Regions from separate parts of the Mus musculus genome. Here region 1 is linked to region 2. The links are chromatin contacts, called in public targeted proximity ligation maps. All regions are on one chromosome and are shown on one strand. The core of a region is the stretch at or near the end of the contact, and the rest is flanking DNA. Distances in the headings are between cores, read along the strand shown. Region 1 overlaps Tjp2 (tight junction protein 2). Region 2 overlaps Fam189a2 (family with sequence similarity 189, member A2).

Region 1 (3,695 bases), core at 744-3,243, 140 kb before region 2:
TCATGTTCAGTCTTTGTGTCTGTAAACCAGGCATTAAATGCAGAGCCTATTGGTCAGGGTTTAGTCAGGAGAAAAAAATATATAGGTGTGTGTGCGTGTGTATATATATATATATATATATACACACGCACGCACACACACACACACACACACACACACACACACACACACACACACATATATATAGGTTATTTCTAGGAAAGAGAAACTAGTGCAGAATATTGGCATTGCCAGTCCACCAAACAATTGAAGGCATAAAAACCAGGGTTTCATCACCAGCATTCATATTTGCCCCACAGACTCCGGTTGTACGAGGCTCCTAAGACCCTTCCTCAGCCTTGGTGGTCCTGAGGCTGGCGAGGGGAAGGGAAGTGGGGAATCCGCTTGCTGCTGCTGGTGAAGAAAGGAGGAACGCTGAAGGCTTCAGCTTTCTTTCATGCGTTCAGATCATCCATGTGTACTTCCCTGGCCCCGGGTTCTTCACCCAGAGATCTGGAGGTGTCTGGCCTCTGGTAAAAGAGCTCTCTGTGCTAGAAAGGCCTGGGTGCCTCTTGGGATTGCTCTGAGGTACTCAGTAGTCAGTGGAAGTGGCTGTCATTTCTTATTTTCTTCATCATTTCAGGGGAGTACTAGACTTTCTGGTTGCACGCTCCCAAGGCTGTCCTTTGACTTTATAGTCAGTCACCTGATACAGCCCAGGTGACCGGTAACAGCTACCTTCTCCATAAGGTATCTTACCTTTGGAAGGGCCTGCATCCTGAGGTTTAGCTCTGTTTCCTGCTTCCCATCACACTATATTGCTTATCTAGACTGGTCTCAAATTCTGTTAGGGACCACAGGCAAGTGCCACCATTTCTGGCTCTGCTATAGGAGGAATAAGCTTGCAGAGTTACACTCCAAGGCCAAAGGGTGTTGCTTACTGGTGGAACACCTGCCTAGCGTGTTCTAGGTCCTGGATTCACTCCCCAGAAATGGAAAAAAAAAAGAAAACCAGATAGCTGTGGTATCAGTCTTGCAATATCAGCACTTGGGAAAGCTAAAACAGGAGAATTAAGAGCTTGAGGCTAGCCTGGGCTACCTAGCAATCTTAGGCTATCAAGGGAGACCAAAGAATAATGATTTTCAAATTTACAAGTTAATGAATAGAAGATGGCTTAATTCCGTTAACTTAATTCTTTGATGAGTTACTTATCAACCCCAGTGAGTACGTTGTCTTAGACATCCTTCTCATCTGATTGTATAAGTATATAAATCTGATTTTTTTTATAATGAGCCCTACTCATCTTTCACTTCTTTTGAATTTTGTCAAATGAAATGGACAGAGATTATATTTATCCCAGTTTGTGCTTCATATCTCATGCTGACCGAATAGTCCGTCAAAACTGTGGGCAGTAGTGATCTCAGCCATTTGCGTTTGTTTTATAAAATCTTAAGTTTTTTAAAATGTTAGCTTTAAAAATCTTTAGCCCCATTGACAATGCCCGCTGTCACCCCTGGGGAAAACTTGACTTGTTTCTTTTCCCCCCTAACTTTGGAATATTGGTGAATTTTTTCTCCTTCATTCAAATTATCTTCTCTACCACTCCAACCCACTCTACCCTGACTGTCTATTACTGTTACTAATTGTTAGCGGGGAAACAGTGGCCACCAAATACCAAATGGTATTTGATTCACCAAATACCATTTGAGGCTCCTGGCCGCACAGTACTGCTTCTCCGAGAAACTGGAAGCGCTACGCGGAGAGTAGACTTGTAAGCGACTGCACTGGGAAGCCCAGGACCCGTGACTGAGCTCCTACCCTGGAGTAGCTGGAGCTGCCTATTTGCAGAGCTTGTGTGGATTTGAAAGTACCAGAACTATATTCACAGAATCCATTTTATCCCCCCCCCCCAACCCCCCAACTCCAGACTTGGAGTCAGCCAGAGCTCACAATAGATGTGCAAACAGTTTACAGTGTCTGAGACAATGAACAAAGGGTCCCACTGTGTGAGCTTAGAAAACGGAGCTGCAGGGAAACTTCTGGGGAGTGACCTAATTCACTCCCTCAGCAGCCCTCCTTGTGCTGGAGCTTAAATATATGTGTATGTGTGTGTGTGCCCGCGTGTGTTTTATTTTTTGCTGGGGATGAGACCCAGGGCCTCATGCATGGTAGGGAAACATTGACTACCTATTTCCACCTGTAGCTCCCTGCACATACACATGAATATGTATTCATTCATATTCTCTCTCTCTCTCTCTCTCTCCTTCCCTCCCTCCCTAGATATCTATAAATATTTAGGCTTAGTGTTATAACTTGAAGAGGGATCTGTCCTGTTGCTTTATGTATTTTTTTGTATAGTACAGTATTTATTTTTATCTTCATTTATTTATTTTAAGTCAATTTCTGGAGTTGACTGGTCTTTGCCACACAAAAGTCAGGAACTTCAGAAAGGCAGCTGACAGTCTTCCTCCGCAACTTGTTCTCTGGCCGGAACGAGGCATCTGCTGTTCGAAGATAAATTTCTCACTGGGCTTTTCTGCTGAAAAAGATGGTCAAGCAGAACTGGGTTAAAAATAAATTTAGCTTGGGCATTGCCAAGTTTCTAAGTGTCGTGTTTGTGATTGACTTCTAAGGCAAACACAGGAGGTCATGCTTGAGTTCCACGCTCTTGGCAGAGAGGACTCTCTTGTCATCTGGGTAGCACCAGGCACGTCCCTCGGGCTTCTGAATAGGAAAGAGCAAAGAACATCCATCTAGTGTGGGTTCCGACCCTCACTAAGACAACTCAGGCTGGAGAGATGGGATGGAGATGACTTGTTAATTAAATGCATTAGCAGTGGGGGGGGGGGTTCCTCAGCTCTAAATCACCGCTGCACTGTGTCGTGCCCCCCCCCCCCCCCCCTTCATCTGGAGTGTAATTTGAAGACTTAAATGTCAGGGCTGGTTCAGTTGGATCATGACCTGGCAATGAACTGTCCTAAGGACACAACGGTAGCACATCCCGCCCGACAGTTCCCAGCCGTACGCCTTTGGCTTCATTCTTAGGATAGTGATTTATGGATTGACAAATGTTATACGCTGGGAAGCTGACATCCCTGTCTGTCCCTGGTCTTGATTGTTCCCACCTGGCTACTATCATTCACGGTGTAAACAGCAGAGGCCCTTTGATTGTGGAGAAGTTGACTATAACTTGCTCTTTGAAATGGTGGGCTTACAAAAATGTCCTCAAAAATAGAAACCCAAGTATCCTTTGAAATGTGTGTATATAATCAGAAGATCAGAGAGTTTTTTTTTTTTTTTTTTTATGTGTACACGTGTGTGCCTGAGTATAGGTATATGTACCAACATGTGTCCAGAAGTCTGTGCACACAAGTCAGAAGAGGGTGTTGGATCCCCTGGGACTGAAGATACAGGTGGTTGTGGGCAGCCATGTGGGTGTTGAGCACTGAACCTAAGTCCTTTGTAAGAGCAGCCAGTGCTCTTAACTAATGAGCCACCTCTCCAGTCCATCCTTCTAGTCCCAGTCTGAACCATACTGGATATATAATCCTATCGGAGGCAGCTTGGGGCAGACGTTACTGCTCGGGGAATGAAAGAATATGCAAAGAAGAGAAAGGAGAACCTGGATCCTAAGGACTGGGACTTCTTGCACTCCTCCCTGCTCCTCCCTACTTTCCTGCTTCAGCATCTCTTCCCTTCTCTCTTTTAGATTAAT
Region 2 (3,913 bases), core at 622-3,121:
TGTTGCCGAGCAGTCTGCTACTGTATTTCTATCATTAACTTTTGTCATAAGGCCAGGCGTTCGAACTGTGACGTTGTAGTGGCAGAATATTGGATAGAGAGTGTCATTGTGGCAGCTAGTTTTTGTCAATGTGATATAAGCAAGTGGTGCCTGGAAAGAGGGAAATTGAATTGAGAAGATGTGTCCTTCAGATGGTCTGTGGGGTATTTTCTTGATTGATGACTGGTGAGGGAGGGTTAGCTCACTGTGGGCGGTGCCACCCCTGGGGGCAGGTGGTTCTGAGTGCTATAGAAAGCAGGCTTAGTAAGACATGAAGACCAAACCAGTAAGCAATACTCCCTCCTGGGCTTTGCTCTAATCCTGCTTCCAGGTTCCTGCCCTGACTTCCCTCAGTGATAGGGTGTGACCTGAGAGTTGTGAGCTGAGATAAATGCTTTCTTCCTCTAGTTGTTTTCAGTCAGCGTTTTGTCAGAGAAACAAGCGAACTAGACTAGTTGTAAAATATTAATCTAACTTAAAGTAAGTGATATGATTTTATAACTTAAAATAAGGGCTTGCAACTGGGTAAGGCTGAGACTGTCAGCTCATAAGTTAAGTCTCAGTCACTATGCTACATGGGTTTATATGCATCTTAGTAAGACAGCATTATAGCCAGGTGTAGTGATGCATGCCTGTAAAACCAGCATTTAGGAGGCTGAGGCTGACCATGGAGAGTTCAAGGCCAGTCTGTACTACTTAGAAGACCTCTTCTTACGCAACAAAACCAACACAAACAAACGAAGCAGCGGCTGAGAGATGAGAGATGGCTTAGTGTTTCTTGCAGAGGATTCAATTCCCAGGTGGCTCACAGCTGCCAGGAACACCAGCTTCAGAGGATCTGATGTCCTCTTTGTCCTCTGGAGGCACACATGTGCACACACACACACATCTCTCTCTGTCTCTGTCTCCTCTCTCTCTCTCTCTCTCTCTCTCTCCCTCTCCCTCTCTCTCTCTCTCTCTCACACACACACACACACACACCCTGCACCAAATACATTAGTTTAAGAAATGAACACAATGTGTGTAGAAAGAAACTGGCAGTGCCTTTCAGCTGTGCCTGGCTCTTCCTCTGAACCACACAAGTCTGCCTTTTGGAGCTTAGTTTTCCTGCCTTGAGAAGATAACTTCGTAATACAGGCTCAACTCTCCCCTCCCCCTCCCCCCACTTGGGTGTGTATTGCACCCCTCCCTCCCTCCTTTCCTTCCTTTCTGTGTTGCCCAGGTTCCCCTCCCTTGCTTCCTGAGTGTTGGAATGTGCCAGAGGTCAATGTAGGGAAGAGGCCTTGTTGCATTAGAGAAACCAGTGGGGCCTTTTTTTTTTTTTTTTTTCCAAGACAGTCTCAACTTTGAACTCCATGTGTAACTGAGGCTGGCCTTGTTCTCTGCACCCTCCTGTCTCTGAGCCCCAGAACTGGGATTTTAGGGATGCTTCAGTGCACCTGGGGCATTGTTTTGCAGATCTGGGTTTAGCTGTCCAGCTTTGGCACCTCCTGGCTTCACCTCCCCCTTCACATACTGGGCATTGCTTGCCTAGGTCTTTCTTCCCCTAGCCCAGTGCTTGGCTGTGGGTTTCTTTGGCTCTCAGCTCAGCAGCCACAGCCACACCCTGAGGAGGCACTTTCCCTGGCTACCCCAATGACTGCTTCCTGCTTTCCAGAGTGTAGTGACCTAGCCAAGAGCATTGAGGCAGCCTGCTTAGCCTGTGGACTGGCTGCTTAGGGTTCTGTGTGTCTCCCCAGGAGGCTCTTCACTTCCCCTTCCAGCTCTAGGGCCAGTTCACTCTTATGCTTCTGTGGCTGTGTGGAGGAGGCTGGGGCAAGACTGGCCATTGGCCCCCATCCAGCCCCTTGGGAGACCAGCTGTCCTCGTTTCCAGTTATGTCCACACCAGCCTGGAACATGTGAGTGTTCCTTTGTAAGGAGCAGTCCTTTTGTGTGCCCTCTTCTGATTGTGACTGCGATTACTTCAGGTTGTTGATCAGCTTGAACAAAAGAGGGTCAGTTTGTCCCAGTTCCTTCAAACTCACGTTTCCATGGAAACCCAGACCTTCATTCATTGGCTACTATCAGCAGAGCACTCCCATGCCCAGGACAATGATAGTGCTGGAGAATAGGTTTTAAATACTTGTGGTTGTCCTTAGGGTAAAGCATATGCCTGTATGTAGCAGTCTAGAGTAAGTATTTTGCACAAAAGGCTAACATTTTCCATGTTTAAAGTATATTCTTATTTTTCTGCTTCTTATTCCTTTTGGATTTTAACAAAAAGTTTTGAAATTGTTTAAAAAAAAATCAGACTCTGTTCCAGAGATGGCCTCGAAAATTGTCATGTATGGGTACCTCAGTTAGTAAACAGAATTGTCTTAATTACATGCTTTTCCTCGGTAGTGCGTTAGTAAGAATCACCGCCATGAACATCCAGCTGCCCAGTAGAGTTTTGGTTGCTCATGAAGTGGTAGTTGGAACTGATGCTACTTTCTTGTCAGTGTGGAGTAGGTGGGGTGCATGTGACCCGCATACTGGTGTAAAGGAAGCTCTGTCATCAATGTAACAAACAAAGGCTCAGGGCCAGGGTGATGGTTCTAGCCTGATGGCCTGACTCGATCCCCAGGACTCATGGCAGAAGGAAAGAACAGACTCTTACAAGTTGCACTCTGACCTCCAGATGCATGCTGTGGCATGCCCCCAACAAACAAACAAATAAACAAACAAACAAACAAACAAATGTATATCTCGGATTCCATGTAGTTATTTTATTTTATTTGAACAGGTCTCATTATATAACCCTGGTGGCCTTGGAACTCACCATGTAAACTGGATGGCCTTGAACTCACAGAGATCTGCCTGCTTCTGCCTTCTGTGTGCTGGGATTAAAGGCCTGTGCCACTATGCACGGCCGGTTCCATTTGTTCATTCTTACTTGTAGGTGTCCTAAATTATACCTCACAGCGAGGACAAGAAATGGTAACTACGGTGGCTACTTAAAAACGATTCTTTGATTGTGCCAGCTTCATTAGAATGGTTAGAACAAAATGGCTTAACTATACTATACATTCCTCCCTTCATTTACTCTACATAAGGTAGGCCAGGGATCTGGCTCTGTTTCCCAGCACTTAGAGACCCGGGGGCCCTTCATCTGTTGAGAGAATCATGGGAGACTAACATGCTTTGTTTGAGGACTAACCTTCAAGATTGATTAACTAGAGAGTCACGCTTCCTGAGGCCCTGAAGAACTGGAGTCTAAACCAGCACATGCAATTGAGGATTCTCTGCATACAAATGAGATGGGCCGTGGGGCTCTTTGGCCCCATGTAGGCTGCTGCATTCAAAGACATCTTGTGGCTGACCATAACTTGGAATGAGCCCTGATTATTTCACAGTGTATGAGACCTAGATTTAACGCTGACACATTACCACTAATTATTAGGTACCCGTGAGGCAATCTTGTAATTTATGTGTCTGTGAAATAGGTGCCTTGATTCAGAACAATATTTTGCATCCTTCTTACTGTGCCATTAGAGATTTCCAGAACCCTCCCTAGTTATTTTGATGATATTTTAATTTCAGATGGGCATTGTAAGCTCCCTTTGTATAAGTTGTAATTCAGTGACCATACACTCTTCTATCATTTGCTTACTCTTCCTCCCCCCTTCCCTTCCCTTCCCTTCCCTTCCCTTCCCTTCCCTTCCCTTCCCTTCCCTTCCCTTCCCTTCCCTTCCCTTCCCTTCCCCTCCCCTCCCTTCCCTTCCCTTCCCTTCCCCTCCCTTCCTTCTTGTTGTTTTGAGATAGAGCATCATGTATCCCAAGCTGGCCTCGAAGTAGCTATGTAACCAAAGATGGTTTTAAACTTCTCATCCTTCTGCCCCCACTTTCTGGAT

What was found.
Region 1: a contact with region 2 is called in a targeted proximity ligation map of extraembryonic endoderm stem cells. A contact is called at or near these places in 4 of 130 datasets of targeted methods (bone marrow-derived macrophages, embryonic stem cells, extraembryonic endoderm stem cells and 1 more) and 2 of 9 other capture datasets (adipose tissue and pancreatic islet).

What each region holds. Positions count from the first base shown.
Region 1 is chr19:24,158,844-24,162,538 of GRCm38.p6, reverse strand. The region is part of intron 2 of Tjp2 (tight junction protein 2); the gene reads left to right. Among named protein-coding and RNA genes, the nearest start is that of Tjp2, 64 kb to the left of the region's middle.
Region 2 is chr19:24,014,984-24,018,896 of GRCm38.p6, reverse strand. All of the region lies in intron 2 of Fam189a2 (family with sequence similarity 189, member A2), which reads left to right. Among named protein-coding and RNA genes, the nearest start is that of Fam189a2, 14 kb to the left of the region's middle.